Regions from separate parts of the Sus scrofa genome. Here regions 1, 2 and 3 are each linked to region 4. The links are chromatin contacts, called in public HiChIP or PLAC-seq maps. All regions are on one chromosome and are shown on one strand. Each heading gives the region's core, a stretch centred on a gene start, on an enhancer-like site or on the middle of the called end of the contact. The rest is flanking DNA. Distances are from core to core; before and after follow the strand shown.

What was found. HiChIP or PLAC-seq counts read pairs in DNA pulled down with a chosen protein or histone mark.
Region 1: an H3K27ac HiChIP or PLAC-seq map of alveolar macrophages shows a contact between it and region 4. The contact joins two enhancer-like sites. A contact is called at or near these places in 1 of 5 promoter capture datasets (liver), 8 of 47 Hi-C or Micro-C datasets (embryonic fibroblasts, heart right ventricle, liver and 4 more) and 1 of 2 datasets of contacts at active chromatin or transcription factors (alveolar macrophages).
Region 2: an H3K27ac HiChIP or PLAC-seq map of alveolar macrophages shows a contact between it and region 4. The contact joins the promoter of HEPACAM2 here to the enhancer-like site in region 4. A contact is called at or near these places in 1 of 5 promoter capture datasets (liver), 14 of 47 Hi-C or Micro-C datasets (alveolar macrophages, embryonic fibroblasts, epiblast stem cells and 9 more) and 2 of 2 datasets of contacts at active chromatin or transcription factors (alveolar macrophages and skeletal muscle).
Region 3: an H3K27ac HiChIP or PLAC-seq map of alveolar macrophages shows a contact between it and region 4. The contact joins two enhancer-like sites. A contact is called at or near these places in 1 of 47 Hi-C or Micro-C datasets (embryonic fibroblasts) and 1 of 2 datasets of contacts at active chromatin or transcription factors (alveolar macrophages).

What each region holds. Positions count from the first base shown.
Region 1 is chr9:73,005,480-73,008,399 of Sscrofa11.1, forward strand. No RefSeq gene overlaps it. Among named protein-coding and RNA genes, the nearest start is that of HEPACAM2, 68 kb to the right of the region's middle. Within about 2 kb of position 1,617, at least 3 of the 83 cell types and tissues checked have an H3K27ac peak or open chromatin away from gene starts, as enhancers often do. A contact at or near this core is called in alveolar macrophages, where this site is marked.
Region 2 is chr9:73,073,205-73,076,196 of Sscrofa11.1, forward strand. It overlaps HEPACAM2 (HEPACAM family member 2), which reads right to left and starts at 1,668. Exons shown (of 10, transcript XM_021102395.1): 1 at 1,613-1,668. VPS50 (syndetin) reads left to right here and starts at 1,674. Exons shown (of 28, transcript XM_021102384.1): 1 at 1,674-1,834. The coding sequence starts at 1,742.
Region 3 is chr9:73,883,836-73,886,801 of Sscrofa11.1, forward strand. All of the region lies in intron 3 of LOC102163402 (a long non-coding RNA gene), which reads left to right. Among named protein-coding and RNA genes, the nearest start is that of BET1, 93 kb to the left of the region's middle. Within about 2 kb of position 1,491, at least 16 of the 83 cell types and tissues checked have an H3K27ac peak or open chromatin away from gene starts, as enhancers often do. A contact at or near this core is called in alveolar macrophages, where this site is marked.
Region 4 is chr9:73,385,459-73,388,340 of Sscrofa11.1, forward strand. All of the region lies in intron 1 of CALCR (calcitonin receptor), which reads right to left. Among named protein-coding and RNA genes, the nearest start is that of CALCR, 16 kb to the right of the region's middle. Within about 2 kb of position 1,478, at least 2 of the 83 cell types and tissues checked have an H3K27ac peak or open chromatin away from gene starts, as enhancers often do. A contact at or near this core is called in alveolar macrophages, where this site is marked.

The sequences.
Region 1 (2,920 bases), core at 367-2,866, 380 kb before region 4:
TAAAATAAGCCAAAAGAGCACCAATCAACCAGGAAAACTGTAACACCTTTAATACTAGTATAGAACTAATTTTCTAATTTACAAAGAATCTTTACAAATCAGTACAAAAAAACTTTAATAGCTCAATAAAAATGTAAGCAAAAGATATAAAAGGGATTTTCAAGGAAAAAATATTGATAAGCAATATATTCAACTTCACTCATAATTAAATGTATCAAAATAGTATAAAATATCACTTTTTTCATATCTGTTGCCAAATTGAAAAAATTTAATACCTGGTGTTGGGGAAGGTGTGGGAAAACAAGCTAACCCATATACTGTAGAAATGTAAATGAGAGAAATTCAGCAATGTTTCTCAAAACTATAAATATTTAAAATAAAGAAAAAAAAGACGAGAAAAAAACACAGGAGACTATGAAGATAGGCAAAATTTCTTAAGCAGGATATGAAAAGTGCTAATGATAAAGGAAATTTTTGATAAATTAGACCATACATATATATTGAGATCAAGTAAATGGAACTCTTATACACTGATTGTGAGGAGATGGAGATATATATATATATATATATATATCTCCATCTTGGAAAACTTTGTCTACTTAAGCTGAACATTCTGGTCTATTCAAGGAAGAAAAATGCAAGTGTCTACAAAAAGACATGTATAAGAATGTTCACAGCAGCTTGATTCATACTTACTAACTATGTTGATAACATCATGCCAAATGGACTTAGTGTACAGGAAATAATTTGGACTTCTTAGTAAGAAAAACATATGCCAGAAGGTGAAGATACACTGCAAAATCAGGGGTCTGTCACACTGATGAAAATTTTAGGGATCTCTTGGTCTGCAGAGTCTAGAGGAAGAAAGAGCTCTGCAGAAGATCCAAACCATGGTGTAAGGCCGCACAATCCTGCAGATCTCATAATGCTAGCAGTGTCCATTGTGGGTAAAAATGTTCCATGGGGTCCCTCAAAAGGCCTAAAAGGAGAGGCACATTATATGTTCCCCAGGATTCTTATAACAGCAGGGCTTTTGATTTCTGAAAAGAAGCCCTAGAGACTTCTTTTTTTTTTTTTTTTTTTTTTTGTCTTTTTGCTATTTCTTGGGCCGCTCCCTCGGCACATGGAGGTTCCCAGGCTAGGGGTCCAATCGGAGCTGTAGCCACCGGCCTACACCAGACCCACAATAACGCAGGATCCAAGCCGAGTCTGCAGCCTACACTACAGCTCACGGCAACGCAGGATCGTTAACCCACTGAGCAAGGGCAGGGATCGAACCCGCAACCTCATGGTTCCTAGTCGGATTCGTTAACCACTGCTCCACGATGGGAACTCCCCTAGAGACTTCTGACCACGTGATGTCAAATGACTCAGTTTTACAACCCAAGCTATGTGTTATCGGAGTCAATGAACCATGAGGTTAAGCTGGGCAACAGCACTCTTTCAAATGCTAGAATGGTACCTTTAGGTCATATCTCAGCAGGTCCAGAGGTCTCACGAGTAATCGAAGAAATGGCCCATCAGTCTCAGAAACAGGCCCAGAATTCCACATCATCTCTCTCAGTTGCACTATTGCCTCTCCCTCAAATTATACTTATGATGTCATGGGGATTTTTCATGACCAACTGAGAGAAAAAGTAGAAGATAAGGTTTGGTTCACAGATGAGTCAGCTCAATATATTGGCACTAACTAAAAATGAACTATTACCACACTAGAGCAACACTCAACAGTAACCTTGACAAAAAATAGTAAAGAGAAATCTGCCCAGTGGGCAGATAAAAAAAAATTTTATATGACCATATCAATTGAGTAAAGGCATTTGGCAAAATCCAACTTCTATTTATGATAAACACTCTCAGAAAACTAGGTGTAGTAGAGAAGTCTCTCTGCTTGTTAAGGAACATCTACAAAAAACCAAGAACTAATACGACTTAATGGTAAGAAACTGGATACGATTTCCTTGAGATCAAGAACAAGGCAAAGATGTCCTCTCTCACCACTCCTATCCAAAGTTGCATAGAAGTCCGAGTTATTGAATTTACTAAAAAAAATGGTACATAGATTGAGTAAAGATAAATAAATCTCTTAAGACTATTGAAAGTAATAAGGCATTATTGCTGTAACGTAGACTAGAGGTAATGTTGACCTGGTTTGATATGGTGGTGGAGATGGAGCAAAAATGGATTTAAGAGGTAGGAAGTAGAAGCAACAGAGCCTGGAGATGGATTAAATGTACATGGTGAAGGAGAGGGAAACATCAAGGATGATCTTTAGCATTTGATTTGTACAGTAAGATTGGTGTTGGGACCATTTATAAGACTGAAAGAGGCCACAGAGAGGATAAATTTGGAAGGAAGAATCGTGAGTTAGGTTTTGGTTAAACAGAGCTGAGATACCTTAGATGTCTCTAAAAAATGAAGAAATATATGTTTTTCAACTGTATTCCTGGAACTCAGAGGAAAAGTACTGTCTTAGGGTTTGTCAATCATTTGCATATAGGTGGTAATTGAAAACATAGCTATAAAGAATTGCTTGGGAAGAGATTAAGGAGTGAGAAGAGGGTCAAAAACTGAGCTAGATATTTAATGGCCAAGAATAGGAGGATGAGCTGCAGAAGAAACAGAGAAAAGTCTAGAGAAGTGGGGGAAGCCAAGAGTAGTGAGTGTTTCAGGAAGGAGGCATTGGTCAATAGTGTTGACTACTGTTGAGACATGACAATGAATACTGAAAAAAGTCCATGTTTAGTAGCCTGGAGGTCACTGGTGATTTTACAGAGAGCTCTTTTAATAGAGTGATAGGGGTACATACCAGATTGGAGTGAGTTAAGGACTGAATAGGAGGTATGAAAAATTTAGAAATTAAAAAGCTTGACTGTGAGGTGAGAGATGGATATAAGATTATAGTTTGCTAGAAGTGAAG
Region 2 (2,992 bases), core at 418-2,917, 310 kb before region 4:
CTTGCAGGGACTTCTAAATGCTGAAGATTTTCACACAATAAGAACTGTCTGGCCATTAAAATTAGAGCAGGTAAATAATGAACTAAACTAAGCTTGCGCAAAAGACACTGGAATTTCTTGATAGAGTTAGAAATGGCAGTCAGAAAAGCATATAGGTGAACATATGTTTTCAAATGGAATTGCCAAGCACAACGACAGAATTATGCATAGGGTGGTTCTGTTGGAGCAATGGGGGTGGAATTAAGACTATAATACTTCATAGTTGTAAGGTGCTTTAAAATTTATAAATTGTACTTACCTACATCCTCTCACTTATTCTTACAAAACCTAAGTCAAATAATACAACCTCATTTGTAAAAATAAGATTCTGAGCGATCAAATAGAATTTCAGAGTTGTAAATAACCTCTATTTTAGTGTCCCCAAACTACAGTCACTTGCAAACCACTTTTATTATTTTTGCCATATCTGACCACCACCCATACTACTGTTTATCTAATATTTTTCATTAGTTAGGCACACTTTTAGCATTTCTTTAGTTGTCCTAAGACATATTTTTCAAACCACAGGTCTGTGTCTTATTTTTTTCCTAATAAACATTAATGAAAACAGATGCAAAATTTAAAAAATCATTAGTATCACACTTTAGGACCCACTCTTCAACACCATACATGAAACCCTTACTTAAAACATCTGGATAATCAGTCCTGTTTCTGCTTGCACATCTGCAGTAATCTTAGGCAAGTTGCTTAGTTACTCCATACTTTAGTTTCCTCATTTTGAAAATGGGTAAAATAGTACCATACCCAGAAGAAGGATGTGTGGATAAATGAGATACCATATGTAAAACTATTAGAGTTTTTGTCATGTAAGCTCTCAACAAATGTTAGCTATTACTGTTAGCTCTCAGTAGCTTTTTTTCTGGTATTCTCATAATTAGAAAGTTGGTTTTTAAATTGAACTCCAAACGACTCCCCTATTCCTTTCCTCACTTTAAATAAATTGCTGAAAGTTGAAAAGAGGATGCTCAAGTGACATTTATACTGGTTATTATTGTTATATTTTCCATCTTGCCTTTCCTTAGATGACACAGGTGGCAAACTGATAGGTGGGTGTTAAAGCCTGTGGTTTTGGTGTTCTGCAGTGGATGCCAACACTAGGACTGAGGAAGAACAGTCCTAACTCTGGACAGCGGCCTACTGGACAACGTGGACCACACTTTTCCTCAGGCCGGATCCAGCGCTACCTGGGGAGTGCTAAGTTCTCAGGTCACTTCTTGGAGCGTGCTTTCCCTAGCTTCCCCGTCCCTTCGCGTCAGCCTCTCGTCCTCCGACCCCGCCCCTCTAGACCAGGTAGGGTTTCCTCCATTTCACTCCTAGGGGGAATCGCGTCAGTTTGGTTTATAATACCGTCTTCTCAGTGTTTGTTCCTGTCGCTCAATACTTGGTCACCCAGTAGGTTTTCGCCTCGCCGAGGAAGAGCTACCTCAGGCCAAGTACCTCTTTAAAGACCGGCGACCATCGCCGTCACTCAGAGGAACAAGATTTGTTGGTTTAACCTCGGAGTCAGCTGTTTTGCGTGCCGGGAAATGTAGTACCTGGGCCTTCCTCTCACCTCCATTGCAGGTACCGGCGGGGGCCGGAAGACTGCAGTTCCCAGCATGCTCGAGGAAAGGAAGGAGACCCGGAGTTGGCAGCTCCACGTGACCACTCACTATGGCTTCCTTGTGTCGGGGCCAGCTGTATGGTGGTGCTGAGTGATTTGTTAATTCTCTGCGGCAGGGTATACCCTCGCGGTTCCGACATGCAAAAAATCAAATCTCTAATGACCCGACAGGTAAGTCGAAGGGGCTGAAGCAAAGGCCTCTTTCTCCGTTGGGAGAGGAACCGGGATGTTGTGTCCCTGGGCCGCGGCAGGCAGAGACCTAAGTTATAGGTGGTGGCAGGTGGCAGAGGCATTAGAAAGCCTGGGCACACTCTGGAAAGCTCAGACGAGCGGCCGTATTTGGAGCCCTGATCAGGCGGGTCCCGGTGACCCAGAAACATTTCTTTAGACAAGGTCAATGTGGGAGTCAGAGGCTATTTTTGCCTCTCCCCCCCCCGCCCCCGCTTCTCCCTTTTGCCAACTTTACAGTGACAGCCCTGTCTATCCTGCAGAGTTTCTTTTGTCCAGGCTGCCTGTAGGCTGTGAGCAGGTGGCCTGGGTAGGGAAGTGAGGTCTGTGTAATAGAGATGGCTGAAAAGAGTGAAAAAAGAGGATAATTTGAACATAGAATTGGTAGTTTTATGACTTTGAGCAAGTCCCTAAACCTAGTAGCTTTAATTTCCGGATGTGAAAGTGAGAATGATAATTATTTTTGTTCATCTTGTCTCACAGTTTTGTTAGGGGATTCATCAGTAAGTTAGTATATGCGAAATAATACTTTAAAAAAAATCCATGTCATGTTAAAATAATGATCTTTTATTTTTCGCCAGAATCCTAATTCATGAATAAAACCTTTGGCTCTTTTCTATCTCATTTCATAAAAGTTAGAGACTTCCTAATAATGTGTCAGCTTCTTTCATGTAAGAAGTGGCAGAAATGTACTTTTATGTGCTTTTTGATTATGGTTTGACTTTAGATACCTTTATTTCAACTCTTTTTACTACAATTGGCTATTCTTTATTATATTTATATGAGAGAAGTGTAATTTAGAGTTTTAAGTCAATGTGGTTTTGAGAACTTAGGAAAATGTGGAGGATAATCATTTAGTGAAAGGTTCATTTACGAGGTTTTTTTATTGTTGATTAAAAAAAAAGCCTGCAAGCTCCAAATTAAATTCTTATTTCCTAGTTCAGAATTGAGAGATATCCGAATAGGTTACACATTGTAGATCTCTGGTGAAGAATACAAGAATCCTATATGATTATTTTACTTCTGTCAAATTCTACTGTTAATATCATGAAAAAAAATAAAATTAAGAAGTCTGTGAATAATAAAAGATTTAAGTAAGTA
Region 3 (2,966 bases), core at 241-2,740, 500 kb after region 4:
CATAGAGTTAACAGAAGTGATAACTAATAGAAATTCTTGAACTTGACTTACAGAATAACAAATAAGGCAATCCCCCTTTGCTTGTAAATGCCTCTGCTTGTAAACTGCCTTCATTGATTAAGTTCACTTTAGTTTTTTCTTTCTTTCTTTCCTCTATTTAATTGCACATCTTCCTAGCTTCACACAGCCCAGTTGTTTCATAGGAACTTGGAGTTAACTCCTGCCCTGTGCAGGCTGTCTGGGGACTGGTTGAGACCCCTGAGCCTAAAACAGGCCCTAAAACTGGGCCTGATGTCCAATGAATGGCCTTTCGATGTGAGGGCTGGGAACCCCACCCTTGGGTCATGCTAAGCACCTCCATGTTGAATGCACAAGGCCCAGAGCACCTGTGCAGGACAGCTGTTTCCTCCCCTTCCCTGCCTCCAGTCACCTTCCCTACTCCTAAGACCGTCCTGCTCATCCCATTAATATCCCAACCCCTTGACCTTCAGGGAGGCAGTTCTGGTATTTGTTCTCTCATCTCCTTGCTCGGCTGACTTGTGAATCAACTCGTCCTTGGCTGTAAACCCGTGCCTCTCAGCCTCTGGCTTGCTGCATGTCAGGCAAGCTAACCTGGTTATCACTAAACACAAGATTGGAAAGAAATGAGCACAACTGGTTCTTGTGAGCTGGTAAAAACCACTCTAACACAGCAGGGCTTCCAGACCATCTCTGCCCCTTCCAAGATGTGTTTTGTGAACCAAACCTTACTCTCTGGGTTTCTCTTTTCTCATCTGTACAAACTAAGAACTTAATCCAGACTAAAGTTTCCGAGTCCGGATGATAATAAAAAAAATTCTTGTCTCAAAGAAATTTAGGGAACTTTGGGTTCAACAAAAGAGACCAATTAGACAGGTTTCTTTATAACAGGACCCCTTAGATACTTTAATATGACTTTACTATTTTGACTCTGTCAGAGGAAGCTATAGTATTTAGCTTTTCTCAAATGATTTTTAAATGGCATGGCTGTTAACAATAGCCAGAACTCTGTACCAGATGGTGTTTTGCAGCTTTAAAATTGAAAGAAAGGAAGGACGGTAGGAAGGAAGGCAGCCTCAAAACGTACCAGCCTCTCGCCCACTCCTACCAGCCAAGCAAATCCCTCACTTCTGAGTTAAGGGAGCTAACCTTTGTTGAGAGCTTACTCAGTGCTGCCTGTGAAACTCACCTATACAAGGTTTTCTACTTTAAAGCTGACAACTTTTCTAAAAAACAGGAATTGTTTTCTTCTATCCAATTTCCAGATTAGAAACCCGAGCCTCACTCAGGGTCACAATGTGTTTGAAGTGAAGGAGGCAACTAATAACTGCCGATCAAAAAGTGCCTCTCCCAAAGACCCTACTTAGAACAAAAGGAAAGCTACATTATAGATGGATAATCACTTCAGAATCTGTAGGTGGAGATCTATTTTAGCAATAGTGACACCTTGTGGCCATGTCTGCCTCAGCTTGGTAGCCACAGAGACCGAAAGGGATGCTTTCCTGGGCAAGTCACCCCTGAGAGCAGCGAAACAGTCGCAACAGGAAGAGAGTCCTGAGAATGTTGAAAGATCATTTTGTCATTTCAGAAATAACCTGAGATTAAAAGAATCAGAGCCATCCTTTCTTCCCTTTTCTCCTCTTCTTTTCTGATTCCTATGATAAACCAAGAAGCAAATATGTTTGCTTTTACATCATACCCTACCCATATCCCAAACAAAATGGAACATATTTTAAATGCATGGATAACACTTTGATGTCATTAAAAAACACTAATGGGCTGTATTTAATTTCAATGGGACTTTCATATTCTGGGAGGCCCTCTGTGTATCCCTTTCTTGTGTTTTCAGAGAGATTGCAAGATGCTTCTTAATGAGATGGAAAAACAGACACATTTTTTCTAAAGCAGCCAAAGTGATGTTAGGTTCTTAGAAGATAGCAGGGTTATTGTCAAGTCATTTAAAGAAATGTCTGGAGGGAAATCTTACTAAGATACAAGGGAAGATAAGAGAGCCAAATCTGAACAAGCTGGCGGAGAAGGTGAAAAAAAAAAAAAAAAGACATTTTATCACCCTTTTATTATAAAACTAAAGCCATGCACTAGATCCTCAGACCTTCAGGGAAGCCAAAACACTGTGGAAAGTTCCATTTGGGGCAGTTAAAGAGGAGAGAGTTGAAGATGCACGTGAGCTTGATGCAGATTTTTAGGGGGTGGTGGTGAGGTGAACGAGGAAAGGTTTACATTTTGCAGAGGCAAAATACGAAGGTGGAAAATGAACATTTTTGACTCACACTTATGTCATGTTGCAACCACGTTGACTCTCAGAGCTTCTGTTATGCCAGGCACAGAGAAGAGAGGGAGTCAGGAGAGCCATACAGAAGACCAACTCCAAAGCACTTGGGTGTATGGAAAACCTCGATGACCCCCCCATGCCCTGTCCCCTTAGTCTGTGAGGATAAGGATGGCATGGGGAACTTAGGGCAAAGGAAAGGGGAAACAGGACACAAAGGAATGGGGCAAAGGTTAGAAGTGAAAAAGTTAGGAGAATGAGAGGAAGGGAAGGAAGCAAGAAGAAGAGGTTTCCTTAGCAGTTAGGGGACCAATAAGCTATTTTTAGCTGGGAAATCTTATTCTCAAGGACCTGTGTGGAAATCCCCCCTCAAAATGCCTGGATGAGGTGGGAGTCAGTGAGCACAGGAAAGTTAGGCAGAGATTATATGACCCTGGACTTGCACATATATATATGTGTATACACACACACACACACACACACACACACACACACACACACACACACACACATATATTTTTTTTTCTGACCAGAATGTTCTCCCAGCCCTCATCCCTGACTCTCCAGCAGCACTTCTCGTGACTAGTAAGCCCTTTCAGATTCACACCACTACACATCTCTTCTCCATAATCACAGCTTACAAACACTGCGTGTCAGA
Region 4 (2,882 bases), core at 228-2,727:
ATTTTAAAAATATATTAATCAACATTTAGCTGGATTGCAGAAAAATAAATGAGAAAAACAATTCATTCTTCCTATTTATCCAGCTATTTCTGATAATGAATTTGGAAATATGAGAAAGAAAATACTGTAAGTATACGAAGAGAAGAAAATATTAGAAACATGGACAGATAAGAAGCATAGAATCTGGAATCCTTCACTCAAAATGCAATCATATGATGGTTGGTGCTTTGTTGACCCTGGCCAGAAAATGCTGGGGCTGATATAAGGCAGGATGGTAGTGGGCTCGAAGTAGTCAAACTGAAAACTCTTGAATTATGGAAGAGAAGAGGAAGACAGTGTGTTAAAAGGGATGCCCGGGAGGTATTTGTGAGCTTGATAGCTAGACCAACAGCACCAGCATCATCTGGGAACTTAATAGAAATGTAAATACTCAGGCCCCACCTTAGACTAAACCAGAAACCCTGGGTGGGGCCAGCAATCCATTTCACTAAGCCCTCAAAAGGATTCTATTGCTGGCTAAAGTTTGAGAACTACTTCTTGAGTGTAGCAAGTGGAGATAGGCAGTTAAAAAAAAAAAAAAAAAGGACATCAACTTCCATGACATGGAATAAAAGAGTATAAAAGAGGAGTTGAGAAAATTATTTGAGAAAATATATTACTAAAGTAGCAAGTTGTAACTTTAAAAACTGGTAGGCAAATTAGGTATGTTTCTGTAGTACATTTTAGCAAGATTCACACACACAGTCTACAGGGCAGACCTGCTTAATTGGATGCTATCAAACTAAAACTTTTCTATTCCCTACTCCATGCCCTAAGACAACAAATCAGTTTTCCTGTTGGCTGCCCAGAGAACTGGGCTGATCAGTTTCCTACAGCTTGCCTCACAAGAAGCACCTTTCAACACACAGTATTGTGACTACAATTTAAAATATTGTATTATATACTTGAAATTTCCTAAGAAAGTGGATTGTCAGGATTCTTACTAAAAAAAAAAAAAAGATTTAAAAAAAGTGATGAGAATAAAAACAAAAAAAAAAAAAAAAAAGAAATGACTTCTACTCTCTGATGAGTTATGTACCAAGCAAGGCCTTTGCCCTTTTGGGGCTTAGCAAAATGACTTATTGGTATTAGTCAAGTTGATTATTTCATCTAAAATATTTTTATTACTTGAAAGAAACCTGCAAGCTTCAAAACTAAGTGCTGTGACTTCTTCCCCTTCTCACTTTTAGGAGCAGTGGTGAATTTCTGGCAAGATACCTGGGCACTTAAAAAATACATTTTGAATATTTCCACTCATTACTTTTAAAAGAGCAAGGCTAATCTTTCAACAAATATGTTGGTCTCTAAATATACATATTTTCAAGCCATTTTCCTAAAACAGTGAGATTCTCAAACATTATCTCATACTCTCACTGGTCTTGCTGTCTCTTGTACAATTCTTAACTTCCCTTTGGAGGTCCAGCCTTGTTATCGTCTCTGTCTGGTGGCTGACACACATGTGACAAGGTCTCTGCTGCAAAGCTGCATCCAAATCACAGGAAGATATGAAACTTAGTAACCCTTAACTGCTTTACGTTCAAGACATTTATTCTCACAACAACATAGTGTATGTTCAGTATACATATGTCTCTGAATATATTAGAAGCAGCTATTTAAGATCTAGATCACTGATGAACTGAAAACGAGAGATGGAACTCTAAATTAGTGTGTGCTATATTAAGAGAAAACCCCTCTGAAAGAAAAGAAAAGGAATTGGCTTTCCTTCCTCATTTGCTTGCTCAGGACTGAAATATGTCATACTTCTCCTTTCTCTTTAAAAAGACAGAACCTTCTTATTCTTTGGATTATGATGAAAACAAAGCTTTTGCCTAAGGAATCAGTGAAATGTCTACTTTTTTCTAATCTTCTATTGACAATTAAAGCTAGCTCTATTCGAGGGAGATAAAGGTGCTCTTCGGGTAATTTAAATAAAAAACAAACAACACACTGTATTAGTGTCATAATTTAGGAAGACATATCTGCTAATATGCACTTGTCACACAATGAGGTATTCTTTATAGAAATAAAAATCACAGGTCCACTTTCAAATTTTATCTTCTCATTAAACTGATGACCTTCAGCTACTGCCTCTTTTATACACTGCAAGATCTCACTTTTCATATCATCTAGTGATCTTTATAATTTCCATTCCCACTTGTATTCGTTTTAATGTTACTTTTATTGGATAGATATATACAATAAATCATTTTGATTTTATCTGATTTTCCTACTGAGAAGTTTATGTGCTGTGCCCATATGGACAGCATCATCTAAAACACATCTACAGAATGATGGAGGCACATTTAAATCAATGGGATTTTTCAGGTTTTTGCCATTATTGGATTTGTGGTGTGGGAGAGTGAAAAGTTTTGAGATTCACATAAAATTGTAGGTGAGGGGTAACCAAGAGAAGCTTTGGGATGGGAACAGAATGGGGATCAAGCCCCAACTTCAGCACTTAACTAAATAGGCTACTTTTGCTATCCATGCCCCCCACTCCAACTAGTGGTATTCATAAGTTCCTGAGACAGGGATTGGACCTGTGCCATAGCAGCAACCAGAGCCACTGCAGTGACAATGTTGGGTCCTTAATCCCCTGAGCCACAGGGGAACTCCACTCATGTTTTAATCTGAGTTTTCTCTTCTGTAAAATGAGGATCAAAATAATTATAAAATAGCAATTCCTAACCGTTGTATATCTTGTGTCATGCTGGGCACTTTTCCTACTTTATATAAAATCCATGAAATAATCCTTTAAGATAGATATAATTCCTTCTCTAAAGGAAATCGAGGATAAGAGAGGCCAACCAATACTAATAAGCAGTATACCCTATTGTACGTTT